2 separate regions of the Gossypium hirsutum genome follow, and region 2 is linked to region 1. A link is a contact called in public Hi-C data. All regions are on one chromosome and are shown on one strand. The core of a region is the stretch at or near the end of the contact, and the rest is flanking DNA. Distances in the headings are between cores, read along the strand shown. Region 1 has its middle 26 kb from the start of LOC107887617. Region 2 holds the start of LOC107886305 (anthranilate synthase beta subunit 1, chloroplastic).

Region 1 (3,807 bases), core at 857-3,356:
ATTTATATACCTTCGAATAACTGACTTCACCACCCCAAATCAAAACAAAGGTCAAAACTATAAACATATTGGTTCAAATGTTCATTCTACCACAATTTCATCTACAATAAACTCTAAACCTTTTTAGTCATCATCAACACTCTCAAATTATCTTGTGCAACTTTTTCATTCAACCAATAAATTTCAAAACTAAGTCAGACATATTCACTAACTCTAATAGGCAAAAGCTTGCACACAATAAAGTGGGATTCGAATATAAAGATAAGGTGCAGGACATACCCTGCAGTGGCTACAATTCGCTCTTCCATAGTCGGTTTTGGCGGGAGCTTGGATTTGTAAACAGGGAATGTCAACACAATACCAAGATGATGAGAACCGAGTAGCCTGAAAGGGCTAGTTAGGACAGCTTTCCCAGTAGCCCTAGCCCTTACGATGTTCTCTCGATCCTCCTGCACATTAGCAGTCAATTCTAACAATCAAATTAAATGAAAAAGCCTAATAACCATAAACAGCAAAGTATTTACCTTCCCAGACATCATGTCAAGTGATTCAATGTAAGAAATAGTTTCTTGAGAGAATAACACGGTAGCGTATTCATCTCGGAGACGAGAAGGTTCTCTCTGCATTGTCTTTATTGTCCAGCCATGTTGCTTCTCAAATTTCTCGCTCCCAGAATGTACCACTCTTTCTGCATAGGCCACCCCACTAAGCAATGGCCTCTCGAAAGCAGTTCTAGCAGTGTACTCCGCAAAGGTCTCCTGCATTTCTTGCAAAATAAGCCACAACCAACTCATATGTCATTCAGGATTTTCAAGACCAAAACTAAATTTTACAAACCTGATCGATAGCAGATGGATTCTTGTAGTAATGGAAAGTGGAGACAAGAAGGGCTAAGGCATGAACATGGTTAACACTAACACAGAACTGATCCTGCAACATCCTCGCCCTTTGGTCACACATGCTACTTAGTACTTCTTCCCTCCTCACGTTGTTGTCAGCATCCATTTTTTTGTAGATCCAAGTGCTGATAAAACCCATCACCATTACCCAAAGCAAAAGAAATTTTGGTAACCAAGCCCTGTTAGACTGAATAAATGTGTATCCTCTTTTGGTCCCCATTTGTTCATTCCCTTTGACAGCCACTGATTGGTGGTGATGGCTTTGCTGCAATTTAAGACCCATTACCAAATGCACAATACCATCTCAACTTGTTTTTCTTCTTCTTTCTTTGATACCCACTTCATATCTAAGCTTAACATGGACTCACCATACAAGGAAAGTTATCAATTCCCAGAGACAAGCATGAGTTCCAAAAGATGCAAAACAGCTCAAACTCCAAAAATATCTCATTAAATGAGGTTTTCTTTTTTTTCTCTTGCTATATTTAATAAAAAATGGGATTTCACAGAGGAACAACACTAATCATGTTAGCTTCCAAGCATGAAAGTGGTGTTTTAGTTTAAAGCAACAAAGGCAAATTGAGAAGAGCACCTTCACTGTTTATATTTTTTCTAAATTAAAATCAAATCCTGCAGATTGACCAGTAACAAATCTCGCAGCAGAGCACAAAAAGTAACGACCACAAATAAAGAAAAAAGAAAGAGAAAGATGTTTGGAGAAAGAAATGCGGGGGTCGTTTTGAAAGGGAACAGTGTTTTGCCTGTACATCATAGTACCTTGAATAATATATATCTAAAGAAATAAAGTAGAAAGGTTTTTTTCCCTTGGCTCTGCTTTGATCTGTTCTTCCTTTTTTCTTCTTTTTTTAGATTTATTTATGTTGTAGTAATAGTTTAATGCACATTTTATTTATGTATATTGCTTTCCCACTTTCTTCTTTGCTTTTCAAAGTAAAACTAGATCGAATTTTTAAGATTTTTGCAGATACGTTGTTGTCACTGTGTATCATAATTCAAAATTTATGAGTTTTGTTTTAGTAATTGGTGGAGAAAGAGAAGTTGGTAGAAATTTGAAAGAATGAAATAGAAGATGTTGATGGAATAAGTTGGAGATGAGCTGGGGACCAAAACCACAATATTTCATCATTCTTGTATTCACACTTTTACGTTTTTATTTTTTTATTTATTTATCAATCTTATCTTAAGACTTCTTACCGCGCCCACTCAATGTGTGTGGGAGATGTGGATGTCGGCCATGTGGGCTTGCTGCCACTGATGCCCCACAGGCATCATTTTCCCTTAAAAAATGCAATCTTTTGGGATTAATTTCATACGAGGTCCTCCATTTTTAATTTGGTTCTAAATTTCACAATACTTTTATTTTGTGCTTGGAATTCCATTTGTTATATAAATGGTATATATTATGAAAAAATTAATTGGATTTCAATGTAATATATATTTACAAAGTATAGAAACCATAATTATTAACACTCATAAATTCCTTACCATTTTTAAAATTACTGTTAAATAGGCTTTCATGAATTTCATAAATTGTAACACCCCTTATCCAAGTTCGACGCCGGGACATGATACAAGGTGTTACCGAACTTAAATACATACAAACATACACTTTCTAGATATGAAATTTCGCTCCAAATTAAAACTTTTCATAATGCCTTAATGTCCCTACTATAGGTTTACGAGGCCCCGAACACACTTTGAAATTGATTCGAGACTAATCAGTGCATTCTAGAAAACTTTGTAAAATTTTAAGTTGATAGGGGCACACGCCCGTGTGTCTTCTTAACATGGCCATGTTGAAGGCCTGTGCGACTCACACGGCCTGAACATATCGGGACACGCCCATGTCCCTAGCCCGTGCGAATTTATTTTTCGATTCGAACCTATAGAGGTATTCACACGGCCTAGCACACACCTGTGTCCATGGCCCGTGTCCTTCTCATGGCCATGACACGCCCGTGTCTCAGCCCGTGTACAAAAACATTGACATTCTGTTTCTAATATCATCAACTAATTAAGGGTACACGGCCAAGGCACACGCCCGTATGTTAGGCCGTGTCCTCCACACAGCTGAGACACACGGCCGTGTCTCTGCCCATATATTTACTACCATGCATAATGACTTGTAAAATTAAGGTGCAGGAGACACATGACTAGACTACACACTCATGAGGCAGACCATGTGTCAAACGCGGCTTAGACACACACCTGTGTGTCTCCCCGTGTGGACAAAAATAAGGCTATTTACCAAGCCTTTTTGCCACCCTTACTTGCACCAACCTACACAATATCAACCAAAACCAATCCAAGCATAACACATATAACCAAATCAACCACAACCATGAGAAATTTGCATCAAATGCATTTAATAATAATCAATATTAGCTAACATTAATGGCCTATACAAAATGAATATCACATCCATTATATGAGCCAACCCTTGTGGCTAAACTAACAAGACATTGAACAAAAGATTCAAGTCCTTATACATGCCAAAATCAAATGTTAAACTAGCTATACTAAAGGTTCAAGTGATAGTGTGATCGATGCCTCCGACGTCCCTTGATCTCCGATACTAGCTTGGTGGCACTGTAAGGAAATAGAAAGGAGAGGGAGTAAGCATAACGCTTAGTAAGTTGCATATAAGTAAGTAACTACATCAACCATGCATATTATAAATCCACACAACATTCTTGAGTGAACATGGGTAAATATCACTACATGCTTATATATATCGCAAGTATAAACTAAAGATTTCAATATCGTCCCAAGATCATTTTCATAACTAGAACTTACTCGCGTCATTCATAACTGACTCAAATCTCATGAGTTTCAAATAAGAACCTGTACCACTCACAACATGATTATATCATTCTATATCATTGTC
Region 2 (3,807 bases), core at 507-3,006, 160 kb before region 1:
TCGCCTATGATTCAAGTCAACAAACTCAATCCATTGATTTTTAACATCACACAAATATTCAAAATTTTAAAACTTAAAAGCTTCCCCATATAACCCTAAAACTTGTGCAATTTTTATTTCAAACTGATTTTTTTTATGAAGAATGAATTAATCCATATATAATAAAAAATAACTCATTCTCAATTATTTGACACAACAAGACTCGGATGCCTCTTGTTAGAACCGCAAAACAAGATCTAATATAAAACTTAACAAACCAGGATCTATCGTGTCAAATCATTAATAATAAATCAAAAACAAAAGAAGACGCGGAAGCGTATCTGAATCTAGTGATTTCTTGAAATCTTCAGATTTTATAGTTTTGGTCTTCCAAATTAGCACACAAGTAATTTAGAGAAGGTAGCTCTCTTTTTTTTTAAAATGGGATATTAAGAAAGTTACATATGTGTAATTTCGAGACCATAACTCTAATATATATAACTTTTGAACATTAACCATATTTTCTAATCTACCCATGATCAATTAGAAATTAATTATTAAAATATTTAGACATATTTGTTACTATTATTATATATGTGATATTTTGTTGAAAACAACATGAGGCGCAAGCTCATTCTACTCACTACTAATTCCTTGTGCACAAGTAATCCATATGGAATATATTAATAAATTCAATTGTGCATATGTTTTTAGTTAGGATTAATTAGGAAAATTAAATATAGACTTGGTTATTGTTATCTTTTTTTTTTTTTTTACTTCGAGGGAAACAAATATGATTCCATTTTTATTTATTTTTCTTTTAGGGTTTTAGTTGCCTGCAGGTTTCAATAGAAGAGAGTGAAATTTCGGAGTTTTTATTTTTTGTTTTTCTTTTATTATGAGTTACTAAACTTTTCTTTTTAATCAAAAAAGAAATTGATTTTTATTCTTTCTTACTAAATATTCATGTTTATTAAATGTAAATAACATATTTGATAGTTTGCAATTAAAATTTTTAAATTCGTAGTTATTTAATTATTTTAATATTTATGACAAATAACATGGTCGAATATATTATATAAATATATAAAATAATTTAAATGACTTTAATTGTATGTTTGTTGCTTGTTAGATGAATCTTTTATTGATAAATTATTATATTTTAAATTAAATCATAAATATATTTTTGAAAAATAATGAACAAATTTTACGTCATTATCGAAAATTTTGTTATTAATCAAACTAATGCATTTTGCCTTTAACTATATTCTTATTATATTGAATGATCAAGTTTTAATTACGATTTTCATTTTAGCAATTTTAATTTTATTTTTTCCTTTACTTTTTATTTTACACCTATTTATTTCACTATATACAAATTTTATTTTTGAGTCAATTTTGTTTGGTTGGATTTGATATTCATCATTATTAAATCACAAGGGTGAAATCCTGTATGAATTATATATTTAAAGAAAATATAAAAACTTAAATTAAATTTATAAATATTTATAATAATTTAATTTATTAAAATACCTATAATAATTATATTGAAGAAATTGATAAATTAATTTTAGATTAAAAAATAAATTAGTCATTTTGTTAATAATACTATCTATTTTTATTATTAAAAACTAGTCTGACTAACAAAATAATCAATGTTTATATATTATTTTGTTGTGTAAGGATCGGATTGCAATAATAGAAATAAACAAAATTTTCAACAAAATATTCCTTAATCTATAAATAAAAGTAGCAACAGGCTGGCTCCATGCCAATCATATTTTAGATTTCCCAATAAGAATTCAGATTTCCTTCCATAATCCATAGAAACAACGATTGAAGAGGATACAATTCACCATCCTAAAAAGAGTTGTCCAAATTACACTACACGTTTCCATTTCTGGATCTCAACACTGAACATTGAAAAGATGTTCCTATATAAACAAAATTCTCACTACTTGAATCATTCTCAGTCTTATTCTCCGAGAAACGGTGAACCTGAACTGCCCTTCCCACATTCTAATACTTTCACTCATTACTAGAAAAATGGCGGCTAATTTTATTACTCACTTATCTCTGGTTCATCCAAAACCTTCACTTTCTGCTAAATCCCTTCAAAACCCGTCTCTGTCTCACCTCTCCAAGCTCTCTCCTTCATCAAGTCTCTCTCTCTCTCTCTCTCTCTCTCTCTCTCTCTCTCTCTCTCTCTCTCGTACAGAGTATCACAGGGACGTTCTTTTTCTGGTTTGCTTTGCAGATGTTTGTTTTTTGCCAATCAAGAGAAGTGGGGTTGTGGGAAAACTCTCATTCGCATCGGCTGTATCGGATTCAACATCTTCAATTCCGGAAAACAAGAAAATCAGCAAGAATCCCATTATCGTCATTGACAATTATGATAGTTTCACCTACAATCTTTGCCAGGTTTAATTGCATCTTCAAAAATTTGTTTCCTTCTCTCTGTCTAATCTTTCGTCTTCTCTGAGTTTCCCTTGATTCTGAAACGCTGTTGATTGCCTAGAAATCTTTACGAAAACAATATAGAATTACTCGTTTCCAGTTTTCACTATGCGTGAGAATATAGGGAAGACTTGAGAATTTTATTAAAGTTAAGAAACCCAATTAACTTGACTATAATAGGAAGAAAGTACTTTATTAGATATGTTTTTTTCCTTATAATATATCATATATGTTTGTTTGTATGTATACATGCATGTATATGGTATAGAAACGTTGTAATTTCGTTATGGCTAATTGTCAATTGAAGGCAAATATGGTTTGTGGGTATCAACCAGAAAAATGATGTGTTGTGTTGAAAGTTACCTATACTGTGGTGATTTGAATTCGGCATCCTTTATAATGGAGGTCCAATTTGATGGTCTTGACCAATGAAATTCAGTACTCAACAGCAAGTGCAAAGTCTCTGGTCAGAGATTGCCACAATTGCAATAAAAAAAAGACTTTATCTTCCCTTTTTTTTATGGTAAGAAAAAATGTTGAGAAACAGACAGTATTAGGGAATAGAATTATATTTGACCACACGAATGTGGGGACCGTCCCTGCTTGATTCTTGTCTTTCTCCTTTTAAGAAGGTCTACTGTTCGTTTTTATCATCACCTTACGAAATGAATAATAGAATTTACATTACAGAATTTCCAGTACTTGAAATGTTGTTTCTTCATCATGTTGAATGTCCTCAGAGTTTACCTATAATTTTGTAGTATGTGGGAGGGCTTGGATGTCATTTTGAGGTTTATCGAAATGATGAGTTGACAGTAGAAGAGTTAAAAATGTAAGAACTAAGCTTCTTACTGCTGCAATGTGTTTTTATAATCCACTCATTTAACATGATGGTTACTTGGGTGGTGAATGATTACTTGTTAACATATAATCTCGAAATATTTGATTCAATAACGACACTTTTCTTGTATATTTGTAGGAAAAATCCTAGGGGAGTGCTTATCTCTCCTGGTCCAGGTAATAGTTTGTTATATATTTTTTTCAAACTATAAATAAATTAAACATGAGAATTTTCATATTTAAGCATTTGATGTATACTTTGTATTCTATCCTTCATATAGGAACACCCCAAGATTCTGGAATATCATTGAAAACAGTTTTGGAACTTGGACCTATTGTACCTTTGTTTGGTGTTTGTATGGGTTTGCAGTGCATCGGTGACGCTTTTGGAGGTGAGCATTCTAGGATACCTTAAGCAACTGTTGTTTATGCTAATAATGTTTCTACACAACACAATATTTATGCTAAGAAGGCTAAATTGACATTTATTTTTATTTGTTTATGAAAATCATGGAAGATTAGCTGCTTGCT

The links. Hi-C and Micro-C count contacts between places; a contact is called where the count stands out from the background.
Region 2: a Hi-C map of leaf shows a contact between it and region 1, with 4 times the contacts expected there. The contact joins the promoter of LOC107886305 here to the enhancer-like site in region 1. A contact is called at or near these places in 3 of 34 Hi-C or Micro-C datasets (all in leaf).

What each region holds. Positions count from the first base shown.
Region 1 is chrA03:74,118,305-74,122,111 of Gossypium_hirsutum_v2.1, reverse strand. It overlaps the pseudogene LOC107886302. Among protein-coding and RNA genes, the nearest start is that of LOC107887617, 26 kb to the right of the region's middle. Within about 2 kb of position 2,106, at least 8 of the 9 cell types and tissues checked have an H3K27ac peak or open chromatin away from gene starts, as enhancers often do. A contact at or near this core is called in leaf, where this site is marked.
Region 2 is chrA03:74,280,628-74,284,434 of Gossypium_hirsutum_v2.1, reverse strand. LOC107886305 (anthranilate synthase beta subunit 1, chloroplastic) reads left to right here and starts at 1,756. Exons shown (of 8, transcript XM_041099097.1): 1 at 1,756-2,140; 2 at 2,237-2,400; 3 at 3,198-3,268; 4 at 3,416-3,453; 5 at 3,558-3,668. The coding sequence starts at 2,026.